Linked DNA regions of Sus scrofa: region 1 is linked to region 2. A link is a contact called in public HiChIP or PLAC-seq data. All regions are on one chromosome and are shown on one strand. Each heading gives the region's core, a stretch centred on a gene start, on an enhancer-like site or on the middle of the called end of the contact. The rest is flanking DNA. Distances are from core to core; before and after follow the strand shown.

Region 1 (2,723 bases), core at 142-2,641, 350 kb before region 2:
CAGTGGGTTAAGAATCTTGGATCCCTAGTTGCTGTGGCTGTGGAGTAGGCCAGCAGCTATCGCTCCAATTTGACCCCTAATCTGGGAACCTCCATATGCCACCAGTGTGGCCCTTTAAAAAAAAAAGGGTGGGGGATATTTTTTAAATACTCCCAATATTACCCCAGAATAAAATTACCTGCTTCATATAGATACTTTGGAAGTTGTGTTGTTTTACCACTTCCTGTATTTCCAGTAACAATAAGGAATGAATTGTCCCTCACAGCCTGAATAAGTTTTTTTCTTTGTTTTTGAATAGGAAAAGTTGGAGTAGTTCCTCCCTCCTGTGATGTGCATCCTTTCTCTTCTGTAATAACAACAAAAAAGTTTATAAATTAAAAGACCTGTAAAAACATCACTAACTCAATTTCTCAGAAATGAAAAGAGAACGACAATAGAATTTCAGGGCTAGAAAGACTCAAACCATGACTTCTCAGTTAAATCACTCACATCCAATTTGCAAGTAAGGGTTTTTATAAGCCCAATGCAACTTTATAGTCAGCTCTAATAACTTGAGCATTTGCTAATGCATGACTCAAAGTATCTGCCAGAGTAAGCCTAGTATAAGGCAAAGTATTTGCAAACACACCTATACAGAAACACAAAAGCCAATTTTATTAAACAAAACACCCAAAACCGGAACACAGAAGAAAAACTCTCAGCTGAATTAAAAGCCACCTGTGTTTGCTTCTGATTCATGGTTCAAGTTAGGTCCCTGTTCAGAGTGACTGATATCCCAGAAGGCCAAGTGGTGGGTAACCATGGAAACTGGCTCCTGGAAACTGGCTCCCTTCATACCGTACCCAAAGGCAGGCTGGCGGCCCGACGAAGGGGCGGGGGGGGGGGGAAATGGGTAGAGAACAAAGGCTTTATGAGCCTATTTAAGAGCAGAACGCGTCTCTGCGCTGGGGTTCACTTTTTTGTACCCCAGTAGGGTTTTCACCCAACTTGCGTCTGGGACCGCCCCCCTCTAGACCAAAGTGCTCACTGGACGCAAAGTTCGGTTCCCGCTTGGAGGGCGACAAAAACGCTACAACCTCCACCCTACTCTTCTCTGCCTGCCTAAGGCAGACTTTTATCTTTCCCAAACCCCCCCATGCCCTAACTCCCGCTGGCCTCCGTAGTGTCCCGCGGACCGCACCTCTATCCGCGATGGTAACAGCCGAAGGCCGCTCTTCCTGAAGGTCTCTTGAGCGCTCACCTTCCTCCTGCCGCCTTGGCGCCCTGCCCGCGACGGCGGGAAACCGGGACATAGACCTGGCCCCAAGCGGAGGTGAGCACGTCCACCGATCTGAGGAGATGGGAGGGGAAAGGCGAAGACGCGCCCTGATGACGTCGAGGTGTTTACTTCCGCGCGTGCGACTCGAGCAAGGGGAGGGGCAGATGTTCGTTGACTTGGCGCGCGGCGGGCGAGCAGTTCCCCAACCCGCGCCACGCGGCTGCGAGCAGACGGTCCACCCCGGAGTGTCCTCCGCTGCCTGAAGGTGTACGCTGCGCGGGTGTTGTAAAGCCAGCCCCGAGGTCCGGAAGCGCTCCCTCCTGTTTCTCTTCTTATGCGCAAAAGGGCACGGGACACCTTTTTGCTCAGTGGTCCCTGCAAGCCTAGCCTACCTTCACACACCTAACGTTATGTGACCGTTTGCCAGGAGCTGGAACCTTACTAGAGGTGTTCCATAATATTGTCACTTTGCGTATCCTGAATTGACCCGTTTAAGGCATACATCCCACGAGTTGCAGAGCCGAACTTCTGGTTCCATAGGATCCAAAACTTACGTCGCATACGCTCTACATTCCCTTCGCAGGATCCTGCATTTTAATTTATTTCCATGTTTATTTTCTTTCCCTTTTCCCCAAATAGATGCAAGCGCGGCAACTTCAGAAAATCATGGAACGTTCAGCCTGGCAAAGTGATTCGAAGTGGGCTGGTTTTTGAATTTGCTGGGTGGATGAGTGAATGATTGATCTGCAGAGGAGTTAAGCTCACTTTTAATGGCTGTGGGTTCCTTGGAAACCACAAGCGCTGAAAAGTTTAAAAGATATACAACAATCAAGGGTGGGGTGACTTTTTCAGAAAGGCAATTTGGGGAGCAGTCTTCCTGACATAGAACCTTAAAATTTTGTTAAGTGATGTCAGTCGTAATAACAAAATCTGTGCAAGAAGGTTGTTTTCCGACTTTTCAACCATTCCTACTGTTAGAATTAACCAACACTGGAGTTCCCATTGTGGCTCAGCAGTAGCAAACCCGAACTGGAGGCGGGTTCCATTCCTGGCCTCTCTCAGTGAGATCTGGGTTATGTAAGGATACTGCGTTGTGGTGAGCTGCAGACCTGGTGTTTTTGTGGCTGTGGATCTAGCGTTGCTGTTGCTGTGGTGTAGGCTGGCATAGATGCAGCTCTGATTGGACCTGGGAACTTCCATATGCCGAAGGTGCAGCTGTAAAAAGGATAAAAAAAAAAAAAATGAACCAACACTTACAGCTGAAGAAAACAATGCAAGCTGTCACTGTGCATTAACTAAAGGCTACTACTCTCCTATCTGACCAACCTTCAGATGATGTCATTGGACCCCAAGATTTTTCTGTGCTCATTAAAAATTTGTGAATACCAACTCCTTTTAGAGGGGACGGGTTAACATCTCTGAAAATGCAAGTTTGTCATATTTTGAGTGAGAACAACTTTCTAAC
Region 2 (2,839 bases), core at 149-2,648:
ACCCACTGAGCAATGGCAGGGATCGAACCCGCAACCTCATCGTTCCTAGTCGGATTCGTTAACCACTGCGCCACCACGGGAACTCCAAGTCTTTTTTGTTGTTGTTGCTTTTTAGGGCTGCACCTGTGGCATATGGAGGTTCCCAGGCTAGGGGTCGAATCCGAGCTCCAGCTACCGGCCTACACCACAGCCACAACCACGAAGGATTCGATCTGCGCCTGCGACCTACATCACAGCTCAGGGCAATGCCGGATCCCTAACCCACTAACTGAGGCCAGGGATCGAACCTCTAACCTCATGGTTCCTAAGTCGGATTCGTTTCCGCTGCACTATAATGGGAACTCCCCATAGGGCTATTTCTGATATTTGCTTATATTTAATTTTACACTTTATGTTGTGCAGCATTGCTTTTTTAGTTCCCGTCTTGTTTCTCTAAAGAGATTGCAGCTCCCTAAAGCTTAGTCCAGCGCAGTACTAGGCACAAAGCAAACAGGGCATAATTTTAAAATTGCCACTCTCATAGAAACTCGAAAGATATTAAGACTATATCAAGGAACACAGTAGTTGGTTGGCTCTTCATCCCTGTCAAGAAATGTACTTTCTCAAACTTAAAGTGCAAAATAATCACAGGGGTTATTAAAAATTCATATTCTGATTCAGTAGGTCTGGGTGGAGCCAGATAATCTACATTTCTAACAAGCGCCCAAGTCATGCAGGTACTTTTGGGTTTGCAAACCACGTTTTGAACCGCAAGTAAAGGAATGGGCAAAAGGAAGGCAGATGCTTTACTCCAAAATATATTTTTGCAGAGCGTTAATTAAAAAGAAGTACGATTAGAGTGGACCCAGGCGGAGTACTTCTTACCCAAACTCAGAACACCTCCATCTCCCCTCCGAGTCCAGCCAAAGTCCCCACCTTAGTAAACCGTAAGAACACAAGCAGCAACAGGCCCAGCTATGGCAGATGCGAGCCCAGGTAACAAAAGAAGATCTCCCTGCACTTACTAGTCTAAGAGGCCAGGGGTTCGATGACGTCCCGGGAGTAGCCGCTCCCTCGCCATAAAGAAAAATTCAAAATTAAGACCTTATCGTGGAGGGACCAATCATAGCCTTTGTCTCTTCACCATTTGCTCTCTGCGTAGTGCAGGAGCGCAGCCTAGCTTCTGACTGGCTGAGGTTGCACCACGTTCTGGCCAATCAGAGCTGAGGCGCTTCTAGTATGAATAGGGGGAAGGCGGGAGCGAAGTGGAGGGGAAGCAGCCGAGGAAAGGTGTGTCACGTCCCCGTTGTCGCTTGTGGAAGCTTTTGTGTAATTGGTTGGCTCTTCTTCCAATTGCACCAATCGGAAGCTCTTCTCTGAGGAACTCTAACTGTGAAATTGAAAGTAGAGATGAGGATGCAGCCAATGGAAGAAAAAAAATGTATAGCAGCCAATCCTCCTGCGGCGTTTTGTGTCCTCGCCCAACAAGAAAATGTGTTTCATGCGTAGGGGCGTCTCCCAATCGCCAATGGGCGGGCACTGGTGAAGCGGAGGAACCAATGAGTGCGAGGTGTTGAGTGACAGCTGTCCAATAGGGACCCTCAGTGCTAGTACGGTTTACGGCTTAAGCGCCGCCGCCGTGGTCTGAGGAATGTCAACTATTCAACATGGAGGCGGAGGTCGATAAGCTTGAACTGATGGTGAGTGTAAAGTGAAGGAGATCTGCTGGGTAGTTCATTTTTCCCGGATGGCCTCCAAGGTGGAACGCAATTAGGAGTCGCCGGAAATCCTGGGTGGTGGAGGCTGGACTAGACTAGCTCCCTCCTCCTGCACCGAAGGGAGTCGCCACCGCCTGGTTTCTTTTAACCGCCACGGGGAAAGGCGTTACATCCGGGAAACTCGTGAGGGAAATGGCGGGAGATGCTGAGGGTGCGGGGCCTTTGGAATTCCTTGTTCCTTGACCTCATCTTTCCGCCTCTTAAGGAGCTGTGGCTGGTGCAGACAGCCTTCTGTGTATTTCCACCAAAAAGGCGTGATTGGAATGGTTCCTTTACACCCTAAGAAGGGGCGAGGTCGTTTGCACTCCGAGAAACGGGCATGGAGGGTGGGGTGGGAGTAAACCGAGAGGGGCGGAGAGAAATCCCTTTAGGACTGAACCGTCACATTCTCGGCAAGCTGAAAAAGTCTGAGATAGGATTCTAGACTTGTGTGCATAACTTCCTATCGGCCAAGGAAGCTCCTCGTTTCTCTTTGGCCCTTCGGTGAGGGAGAGAAGGGAATCTGAACCAGGAGCTCCTTTCCTGGAGCGCGGGCGGGACTGGGACGTGGACGGCACCCCTGCTCTGGAGTTGCCTAGTTTCATTCATTGTGAAAGTAGGGGGCGGGGGCGAGTAACTGGAAAGGACTCCTGCTGCTGCTTGGCCTGCAGGAGCGCGCCAAATTGCAGGCCGTCCTAGTTTCTCCTTTGGATCCTTGCCTTACTTGTTCTCTTTATTCTCTCCCTTCCATCCCTAAATTACCCACTTGGTCGCCCGCGCTTTTTTTCTTTTTAGTTCCCTTGTTCTGTCTTCAGTCTTTTCCCCTCCTGTATTACATGTGTTTGGATTGGGCTGACTTCCTTTAAAATGTGGAATTTGGAGGGCTCATCCATTATTGAATTCCTGTCCTTTTTTTGTTAAAGGAAAATAACAAGATTAAGTAAAGAAGCCATCTCCATCGCAGTCCTTTCCTCCTACCACTGCCATTCCCTGGCATTACTGCTCAGGTATCATTGTGCCTTTGCTGCTTCCTTCAAGATGAACCTTGGGTCTCTTAAATACCTGCAACACTTAAATACCTGCAACGTGTAGTGATCTTGGAA

The links. HiChIP or PLAC-seq counts read pairs in DNA pulled down with a chosen protein or histone mark.
Region 1: an H3K27ac HiChIP or PLAC-seq map of skeletal muscle shows a contact between it and region 2, with 4 times the contacts expected there. The contact joins the promoter of DHX40 here to the promoter of SKA2 in region 2. A contact is called at or near these places in 1 of 47 Hi-C or Micro-C datasets (heart right ventricle) and 1 of 2 datasets of contacts at active chromatin or transcription factors (skeletal muscle).

Annotation. Positions count from the first base shown.
Region 1 is chr12:35,780,222-35,782,944 of Sscrofa11.1, reverse strand. It overlaps DHX40 (probable ATP-dependent RNA helicase DHX40), which reads right to left and starts at 1,391. Exons shown (of 18, transcript XM_005668994.3): 1 at 1,241-1,391; 2 at 179-346. The coding sequence starts at 1,292.
Region 2 is chr12:35,431,853-35,434,691 of Sscrofa11.1, reverse strand. It overlaps SKA2 (spindle and kinetochore-associated protein 2), which reads left to right and starts at 1,398. Exons shown (of 4, transcript XM_003131674.5): 1 at 1,398-1,679. The coding sequence starts at 1,647. PRR11 (proline-rich protein 11) reads right to left here and starts at 998. Exons shown (of 11, transcript XM_005668999.3): 1 at 865-998.